Linked DNA regions of Camelus dromedarius: region 1 is linked to region 2. The links are chromatin contacts, called in public Hi-C maps. All regions are on one chromosome and are shown on one strand. The core of a region is the stretch at or near the end of the contact, and the rest is flanking DNA. Distances in the headings are between cores, read along the strand shown. Region 1 holds the start of LOC105085893 (5-hydroxytryptamine receptor 3C-like). Region 2 holds the start of LOC105086003 (cytochrome P450 2J6).

Evidence for each region. Hi-C and Micro-C count contacts between places; a contact is called where the count stands out from the background.
Region 1: a Hi-C map of muscle shows a contact between it and region 2, with 2.9 times the contacts expected there. The contact joins the promoter of LOC105085893 here to the promoter of LOC105086003 in region 2. A contact is called at or near these places in 2 of 2 Hi-C or Micro-C datasets (blood and muscle).

What each region holds. Positions count from the first base shown.
Region 1 is chr2:51,342,749-51,346,932 of mCamDro1.pat, reverse strand. It overlaps LOC105085893 (5-hydroxytryptamine receptor 3C-like), which reads right to left and starts at 2,819. Exons shown (of 11, transcript XM_031455428.2): 1 at 2,790-2,819; 2 at 2,743-2,788; 3 at 1,413-1,442; 4 at 1,277-1,410; 5 at 803-847; 6 at 1-59. The coding sequence starts at 2,819.
Region 2 is chr2:51,211,701-51,216,058 of mCamDro1.pat, reverse strand. LOC105086003 (cytochrome P450 2J6) reads left to right here and starts at 2,608. Exons shown (of 5, transcript XM_010976366.3): 1 at 2,608-2,776; 2 at 3,198-3,332; 3 at 4,089-4,276. The coding sequence starts at 2,608. LOC135318897 (a long non-coding RNA gene) reads left to right here. Exons shown (of 3, transcript XR_010377304.1): 3 at 258-376.

The DNA of each region.
Region 1 (4,184 bases), core at 1,570-4,069, 130 kb before region 2:
AGTTTGTTGATATCACCACATTCTTCTGGGTCCCAGCTGATAGATGGGTGACTCCAGATCTAGAGCACAGGGCCCAAAGGGATGGTTATATCTGAAACCTGGAGCTAGTTTATGTCAATATCTCCTGCCCTTCCAGTCCCTTAAAAATACATACATATGTATGTACTTTTTTTCTAAATGTATGTACTATGGGTGTATGATAAAACTTCAACCATTCCAGAAAGGTATAATATGAAAAGTAATTTTCTGCCTCCTCAGTTCACTCCAACTCAATTCATACCCCCAACTCAGTCCCAATACTAACAGTTTCTTGTATATCATTCTAGGAAAAAAACAGATATTCCAGTATTCATTTTTATTTATACAGATAGAATCATACTGTGCACATTGTTATGCATTGTGCTTTGTTTGTTTGTTTGTTTGTTTATTAAACCACATTTCCTTTTAAACTCTGATTCCTCTTCCCTTTCTGGTGATAATGTCCCTCTTCTCTGGCTAACAAAATCTTATTGGCCTTTCACTTCCTGCTCAAAGGGACTCTTAAGCTAAGTGCTAGATACATTTGGGACTTGAAGCTGATTTAGGGGCTTCCAACTGTATTGCCCTCCTTCCTGTTTTATCCATCTGTCTTTCAAAGTTGATTGGCATTCCAGAAAGCAATTTGTCACCAGCACTAGCCCCATTCTGGTTGGATTTGGTATTCTCTTGGGCCCTGTCAATTTCAACAAAATGTGATTTTTGCAAACAGAGCCAGAAAATCAGACAAGGAGAAAGAGGGAAGAAGAAAGCTGAGCTTACATACCAACTTTAACCACAGAAATGACGTCCGCAGCTGAAGTTGTGCATACTGACAAAAAAGAATACCCATCCAGGATCATTACTGTCATGAAATTAGGTCCTAGTCTACCCCTTACCTTTGTTTCCTAAGTGGTCCCCTGTGACAGTTCAGCTTTTCAATTGCAAGTCCCAAAAGAAAGGTCAGAAAAATGCAGGTTGTATAGAGAATGGAGGGAAAAAACAGCAGGGGAGCCCACTGGGAATCTGTTTTTTAATAGGTTATTCCCATAAGAGCAAGACTCAAGGACAAATGGTCCCTACAGAAATGTCACTGCAGCATTCCCCTTCATGTCCCTCCACCCCAAAGGTGAACATCTAGCTTGTATAGAATCCATTCAGGGAACTCACTGCTCACCACCGGACAGGTGCAATGTTGGGCTGACAGGGTTCTTGCTTCCTGTTAGCAGCCTATGGGAAGAATGTAGGAGTCCAAACTCGCCACTTCCAGGGTGGCAGACAGGGTGAGGGAGATGTTGACGTGAGTGGAGATGCTATAGTTGATGACTGGACAGAAGTCCTTCTGGTTAAATATAGCCTGGAAGACAGCAGGGTCTACCCCATGCTGGTCAAAGCTGAGCAATTGATGGTGAAAGTGTTTGCCTTTCCTGCAGAGAGCAGAGACCCTGTGAGATGGAATAGGGTTTTTGTGTTTTCTAAGTGAGAGGAATGCCAGGGCTGGGGCCTGAGAATCTCTCTTCAGAGAAACAAAATGTAGGCATGGGGTGAGCATGTGAGCCCCTCCTTCCTGGGCCAAGACTAACAAAGGCTACTTTCTTCCTGCCAAGGCTGGGGAGGATGGGCTGGGCTGGTAGGCAAATGGTGGAAGTCGATGTGGTGAGCTGAGTCAGGGCTCAGACCATTCTTCCTGTGCTTTTGCTCCCATATAGGCCTACCCATATCTGTATGCAAACAGCCTCTCTAGGGAGGCCTGTGCCTTTCATAGTCTTAACTCTAAAGTTTTGGTTTTGTCTGACCATGCTTTTTTCTCTCTAGCTTATGATTCTACCTCACAGACACCAACAAAATTCCCCTAAAATTTTGTTTCTCAATATTCCCTTCCCACTTTCATGTTTTCTCATTTCCTAAAGGAAAAGTTTGGAGAGAAGTAAACATGAGTGTGGTGTAATATGGGTGGGGACTTAAGGAATGTAATATTCAGTGTGAGTTTCTTGACTACTTACAGTGTTCTGTGCTCTGTGACCTTCTTCAATCCAATGACTTCCTCCAAGATCTGTGGGAGGCATTTCCAGCATCTTCAGCTTGACAAGACGTCACTGATCATCCACTATGTGGTTGATGGAGCTGGATGATGAAACGTAAAAGCCCTTCTGGCCACCTCGCCTGCACCCCAAGCCCAGATGCCTCTGTGGCTATTCCTGTAGTCATAGCCCAGCAAGTTCTCTCCCGTTCTCGTGTCTCTTTTACTGTTCCCCTATACCACTTACTGCACAAGGCACACCTCCAAACTAAGGAGAAACATATCTCAGGGGAAGCAAATGTCATCCTTTCCCCTCCACATCCCCTCCTCTACAAGATCTCCCCAAGTAAGGTGGGGAAGGAATTATGTTACTGTCAACAGGACCCAAGCTACCCTGTTCATAGTTACTAATCTTGGTAGAAAGGGAAAGTTGAACATCATAAAGGGATGGGATCAGAGAGGTGGTAAAATGGGAGAATAGACAAGTTGGTTGATACTTATGCAGGCAAATAAGAAGGGGCTGCGTGTATCGATCAGTGAGAGGGGTTTTTCATCTGTCCCCAAAGGAAGACAAAACGTAGATACTACATAGAAAGGAAGTGTTTAACCCAGCTATTTTAGATGCTTTCTAGTTCTGGGGATGAGAGGGTTTTCAGATTTTTCCCAGAAAAGCATTCCTATCTTTCCCTGTTCTCTCCCCATCTTACCTTGAAGCATAGGGCTGACAATGAGGCAGACGAGGAATCTGCCCCCACCCTCCGATGGCAGACCACCCCCCTTCCATCCTCTTCTTCTGGACTCTTCTCTGGGGACTCACCTGGAGCCCCCAAACCCTGGAGCTTAAAGGAGTCTGGACCACACCTTGGTTCCTGGTTTTGAATACTGCTCATGACAGGTGACCACTCCTTGGTGAGAGGCTGTGGCCAGAGAGGTCACAGCAGAGTGTCCTGCTCTGACTCTGTCCAGGTGTGCTTTCTGGTCTCCAGGAGGAGAGGAAGTTGGGCCAAGTCTAGGAGAGAAGTATCTGTTTAGCAGCCTTGTCTAGATAGGTGGTTTTGAACCTGAGTTACAAGGACCTTTCAGAGAAAATGCGGGACTTGGGAGATGGGGCAGGTGAGGTCATTGATAAAGGGTCTCATCAGGTCCTTCTGGAACTAAATGTGCCTCAGAGAAAGGGAGTGGACCCCTGGGAAGGGGATGGGTATTCTCTCTTGTGGTGGGGACACTTGCTAATTTTGCAAGGCAAGACCATGTAATTATTTTATTGCAGACCTAAAAATATATCCTTTACCCAGCTATGGACATTAGGGATTACTGTCAGTACTGGTTAAGATGCTTGCTTGAGAAGGTAAGCTCCTTTTTTGTGACATAAACCTAACAGAATCCTGTCCCTGCAGCTAGCACCACCATCCAGATCTGCATCATCCCTCATCTGTACTATGGGAATAGCTTCTTCACAAGGTTTCCTCTATCCAGTTTCCCCCAATCTAATCCTTTATTTTGCCATTTCCCCTAAAACAGGACTCTCCTGCTTATCCTTCTTTATCTAATGTCTCTAAGGACCTGCACCCTGGCACCATCAAGTAATGTGTGTGAGTAGCAAAATCATTTGATAAGCTTTTTTAAAATACCAGCACTCACACCATCCCACTCCAGTGGAGGGCTGTGTGTTTATTTAAAAGCTCCCCAGATGGTTCTGATTCACACTCACTTTGTTGAAAACCTTTGAGCTGGGCTATATTGAGATACCACAATCACTTGATATTGATACACTTAAGGTACAGAACATTAACACCAGGATCTTTCATGTCACCCTTTTATAGCTACAACCACCTCCTTCCCCATTCACTCCACCACTTGGCAACCATTCATTTGTTCTCCATTTCTATACTTTTGTCATTTCAAGGATGTTATACAAATCAAATCATACAGATATAACCTTTTGGGATTGGCTTTTTTCACTCAACAAAATTCTCTGCAGCTCCATCCAGATTGTTACACATATCAGTACCCACCCCCTTTTCATTGCTGAGTAGTATTCCATGGTGTCGATGTACCACCATTTGTTTATCTGTTTAACTGGTAAAGGACTTCTAAGTTTTAAGGGAAAACACTTATTTCCTCTATTTTACCCACAGGACTTCAAACA
Region 2 (4,358 bases), core at 1,359-3,858:
CCGGGTGTAAGTGCTGGGCCCTGACCTGACTAACCAAAGTGCACAGGGAGCCTGCAACCCCAGCTGGCACCAGTGCTGACCGTGGGAACCCGGGGTTTGGCTGGTATGGGGAATGGGGTGGCGGGTGCTCTGAGAAGGCACACCTGAGGTGAGGACTGGGTGCCCGAAGAAGGTGGGGACTCATGCCAAGGCGAAGGCCCCGGGGAACGGGGCCAGCTGTGCTTTCTCTACAGCGCTGGGTCCCTGTCTCTCGGCAGCTGGCCCAGGCTCACGGCAGCGTGTTCACCGTGTGGGTGGGCCCGACACCCGTGGTGGTGCTGAGCGGCTTTCGGGCGGTGAAGGAAGCCCTGGTCTCCAACTCGGAGCAGTTCTCCGGCCGGCCCCTCACCCCCATCTTCCAGGACCTGATTGGAGAAAGAGGCAAGGCTGCCCTCCCTACTGGGGGGTGACTGCACTTGGGGGATCGAGCCCAGGGTGGCCCAGAAGTGTCAACAGGGAGGAAGCTGCCAGGAGGACTTGGGTCTCCTCTAGCACCTCTGTGTGAGGTGAAGGCACGGGGAGGAACCAGCTCTGGGGTCAGAAAGACCCGAGGTCAAGTCTCAGCCGCTCCCTGCCAGCTCTGTGACCAGGCCAGTCAGTCTCACGCTCCATCCCTCGGTGTACTCATCTGCTAGATGGCGACAGTGACTATTCTCCTCCCAGGGCCGTGGAAGAGATTAAGGGACCCCAGTACCTGAGAGTGCCCGGTACAGCACCTGGCTCAGCAAATGCCCTCCCCTCCCATCCTCCCCCCAGGCTCCGTCTTCCCATCCGTTCTTTATCTCCTCCTCCATTTCTTGTGGGGACTCAAAGGCAAAATCAGCTCGGCGGCCTGGGAGGAGGCCATAGCTGAAGCCACCTTGAGGGCACCAGGTGCGTGGACCCCACAATTCCCAAATGCCCTTCGCCGGAGTCAGAGTACCAGCCCCAGCTGATTGGGAAGCTGTCCTGGGGTCTACCCGCCCGGCCTAGGTGAGAGCCAGGTGGCCTTGGCCTGGGAGGTTGGGAGGGCCTCCTGACTGTCCCCCAGTCTGGGCCCAGGAGTCATCTGCAGCAATGGGCACATGTGGTGGCAGCAGAGACGCTTCTGCCTGGCGACGCTTCGGGGGCTGGGCCTAGGCAAGCGGGCGCTGGAGCTGCAGCTGCAGGAAGAGGCAGCGGAGCTGGCTGAGGCCTTCCACCGGGAGCAGGGTAAGGAGCAGGCTAGGGCGGGCTACCCTAATCCCCCTACAACACACACATGAACATCCCTGCAAGGAGGCTGAGCCTTGGCGTGTGTGTGTGTGTGTGTGTGTGTGTGTGTGTGTGTGTGTGTGTGTGTGTGTGTGTACAAAGAGGTGGACCCTTTGAGGGTCCAGTAGGGGATTTATGAGCTACATCAACAAATAGGGACTTTCCATAAGGCGGACAGACACGGTCATAGGAACATCCAGTCTGCTGGGAAGCCTGAAGCCCTTCTCTACACGTGGGGAAACGTCTTTCCTCAACATCTCAGGCCTTTGACCCCTCTAAAACTTTGCATGTGCTGTTCCCCCTCCAGAATATCCTAATCCACACTCCTTCCCTCCCTATGAGAAACCACTGCTCCTTTCAGACCTGGTTGACATCATCTGCCTAAGAAGCCCTCCCTGAATTATCCCAGGGACAGCTGTTCCCTCCAGCCTTTGTTCTCAGTTGGGACATACCTGCTCCACATTCTAATATGTTTAAATGGTGTCTGTCTTCCACACCCTCCCTGCAAACCCAGTGCCTGTCACTGAGCCTGGCTCATAGAAGGTGCCCAGTAAGCATTTGTTGAGTGAATGAATGAGGACTGAGTATGAATGGATAAGGCAATGAACGACTGTATACAGATTGCATTAACGCTCAGGGCAGTGCTCTTTTTGCCTCCTCACCCTGGGCCCTTCCCCTCTGCTCTCAGGTAGACCCTTCGACCCTCAGGTACCCATTGTCAGGTCCACTGCCAGAGTCATTGGGGCCCTCGTGTTTGGCCGCCGCTTCCTCCTGGAGGACCCTTTCCTCAAGGACATGATTCAAGCCATCGACTTTGGCCTGGCCTTTGTCAGCACCATTTGGCACCGGGTAAGTTGGCCCTTGGGAAGGTAGGTATGGGGACCATTGGACAGCTTGGGGCCCAGGGCAGGCAGGGCTTCTGCCAGAGCCTGGCAGGGAAGGTGTGAGGTTGGCAGAAGGAAGGCCCAGGGCCTGAATCTGTGTCCCTCAGGCAGCCTCTGCTCAGCAAAATGACACTCACAGCATCAAAACATTTGCTGTGGTTCATCATGGAAGCGTGGGCAGGGGGAAGAGACAGGTTAGATCCCCTTAAACACGTTTCTGGGCCTGCACCATCCTAGCTGAGCCCTGGGTTCAATGTCTGCTACCACTGTTTTCACTTCTGTCTAGATTATTTTGGGAGTGTGGAGGGTCTCCAGATGACAAGCAGGCCTGGGATGCCCACGTCAGAGGTCCTAGCCTGCTTGGCGCCCCCAGCACCAGTCTCAGCTGCCCAAACTCAGGGCCAGCACCTGAGCAGTGCCTGGACGGCCTCTTCCCCTACAGCTGTACGACATGCTCCCTTGGGCCTTCCGCCGCCTCCCAGGCCCCCACCAGGAGATGTTTAGGTACCAGGAGGCTGTTCAGGGCTACCTCTGCCAGGAGATCAACAGACACAAACTCAGCGCCTCTGAAGCCCCCAAGGCCTTCATCAGCTGCTACCTGGCCCAGATCACCAAGGTGGGCCTGAAATGGATGCAGAGGGAAGGGGGAGGCTGTCTTCTTGGCTGCACCTCGTTACAGGGCCAGGGCCTCCATTCCTCACCCTTTCCGCAGTCTACAAGCTGTCAGAACACGCTGAAGCAGCAGGCGTTTGGCGTTTTCTTCCCTGTCTTTTCCCAGGCCAGGGCTGGCTCCTGCGGACATGGGTAGGGTGGGAAGTGGGAGACCTAGGTGATGTCAGGGCCAGCATCCTGGGGCAGTCCCCCTTCCCCCCAAAAGTCAATGTAGTTCTGGGACTCAGGCCCTCCTGAGGGGTCTGATGCGAGAGGAGTTCTTGTCCCACAAGCCTAGGCCAGACTTCATGGAGACACCAGGGCTCTGTAGGGGAGAGCTTCAGAAAGCTCTGCTGTCCCTTCACCCACCCTCCACCCTCCAAACCAAAGACGACCCTGTCTCCACATTCAGTGAGGACAACCTGATCCAGGTGGTGATCGATCTGTTTCTGGGAGGCACGGACACCACGGCCACTACCCTGCGCTGGGCACTCTTCTATATGGTCCAGCACAGAGCCATCCAGGGTAAGGGGCCTGGGTCACACCTGGCTGGCTGCCCCATGCCCATTTCCCCTGAAGCACCTGCCACCATCAACGTCTTTGGTCTGTAGCCCCAGGGGTGGGTCCTGATCTTATCTCTGTAATACAGGGAGTGTTCATGGCTTTAAGTCAGAAGGGTGGGGTGCAGGGTTCTATTCCTACCCTGCTACTTACTGAGTGGTCTCAGGTAAGTATTTCAACCTCTTAGAACTAGTGTGAAGTGAGGTGATATTATTTCACTCTTTTAGTAATGATTCACCAGGTCCTGTGCCGATGTCCACTCATGACCACAATTGTAGAAGGAAAAGATGACAAGAGTTCTCTCAGGGGCAAAATGCCTATGACCTAAGTTCAAATCCTGGCTCCACCAGTTTTGTGACCTTGTGCAGAAGTCCCTGTCCGATTGCAGCCTCAGTTTCCCTATCTGTAAAATGGAGGCAGCAGTTCCTACCCCATAGGATTCTTTGTATATAGAACACCTGGCACATAGTGGGTGCTCAAATCTGGGTCCTTCCCCTTCCCTCAAGTCCCCTCTGGAGGAGGAAACCCTGTAAAATCTAGTTCACAAGCTCTGCCTCAGGGAGGGCCTGCCACTGTGTGACCAGGGGTGACTGTGTGGGTGGGGCGACCTTAAGGTCATGAGCCTCCGCGGCTGTCTGGGTGTGGGGACGAGGAGGGTAGGGTGTGGTGGGGAGCCCGGGCTGCAGCGCCTTCCCGGGACCCACGCCGAGCCGCGCGCAGGGAAGGTGCAGCAGGAGCTGCACACAGTGCTCGGCACCTCTGGGGCGGTCCGCTACGAGGATCGAAAGCGACTGCCCTACACCCGCGCGGTTCTCCACGAGGTGCAGCGCGTAAGCAGCGTCGTGACCGTGGGCGCTGTGCGCCAGTGCGTGACCTCCACTCGTGTGCAAGGCCACCCTGTGCCCAAGGTAGGTGTCCCTATTGTGGCCTCACGCCAGCTCCTGTAGAAAGCACCCTTCACTGGGCTTCTTGCCCAGGACGGCCACCTAC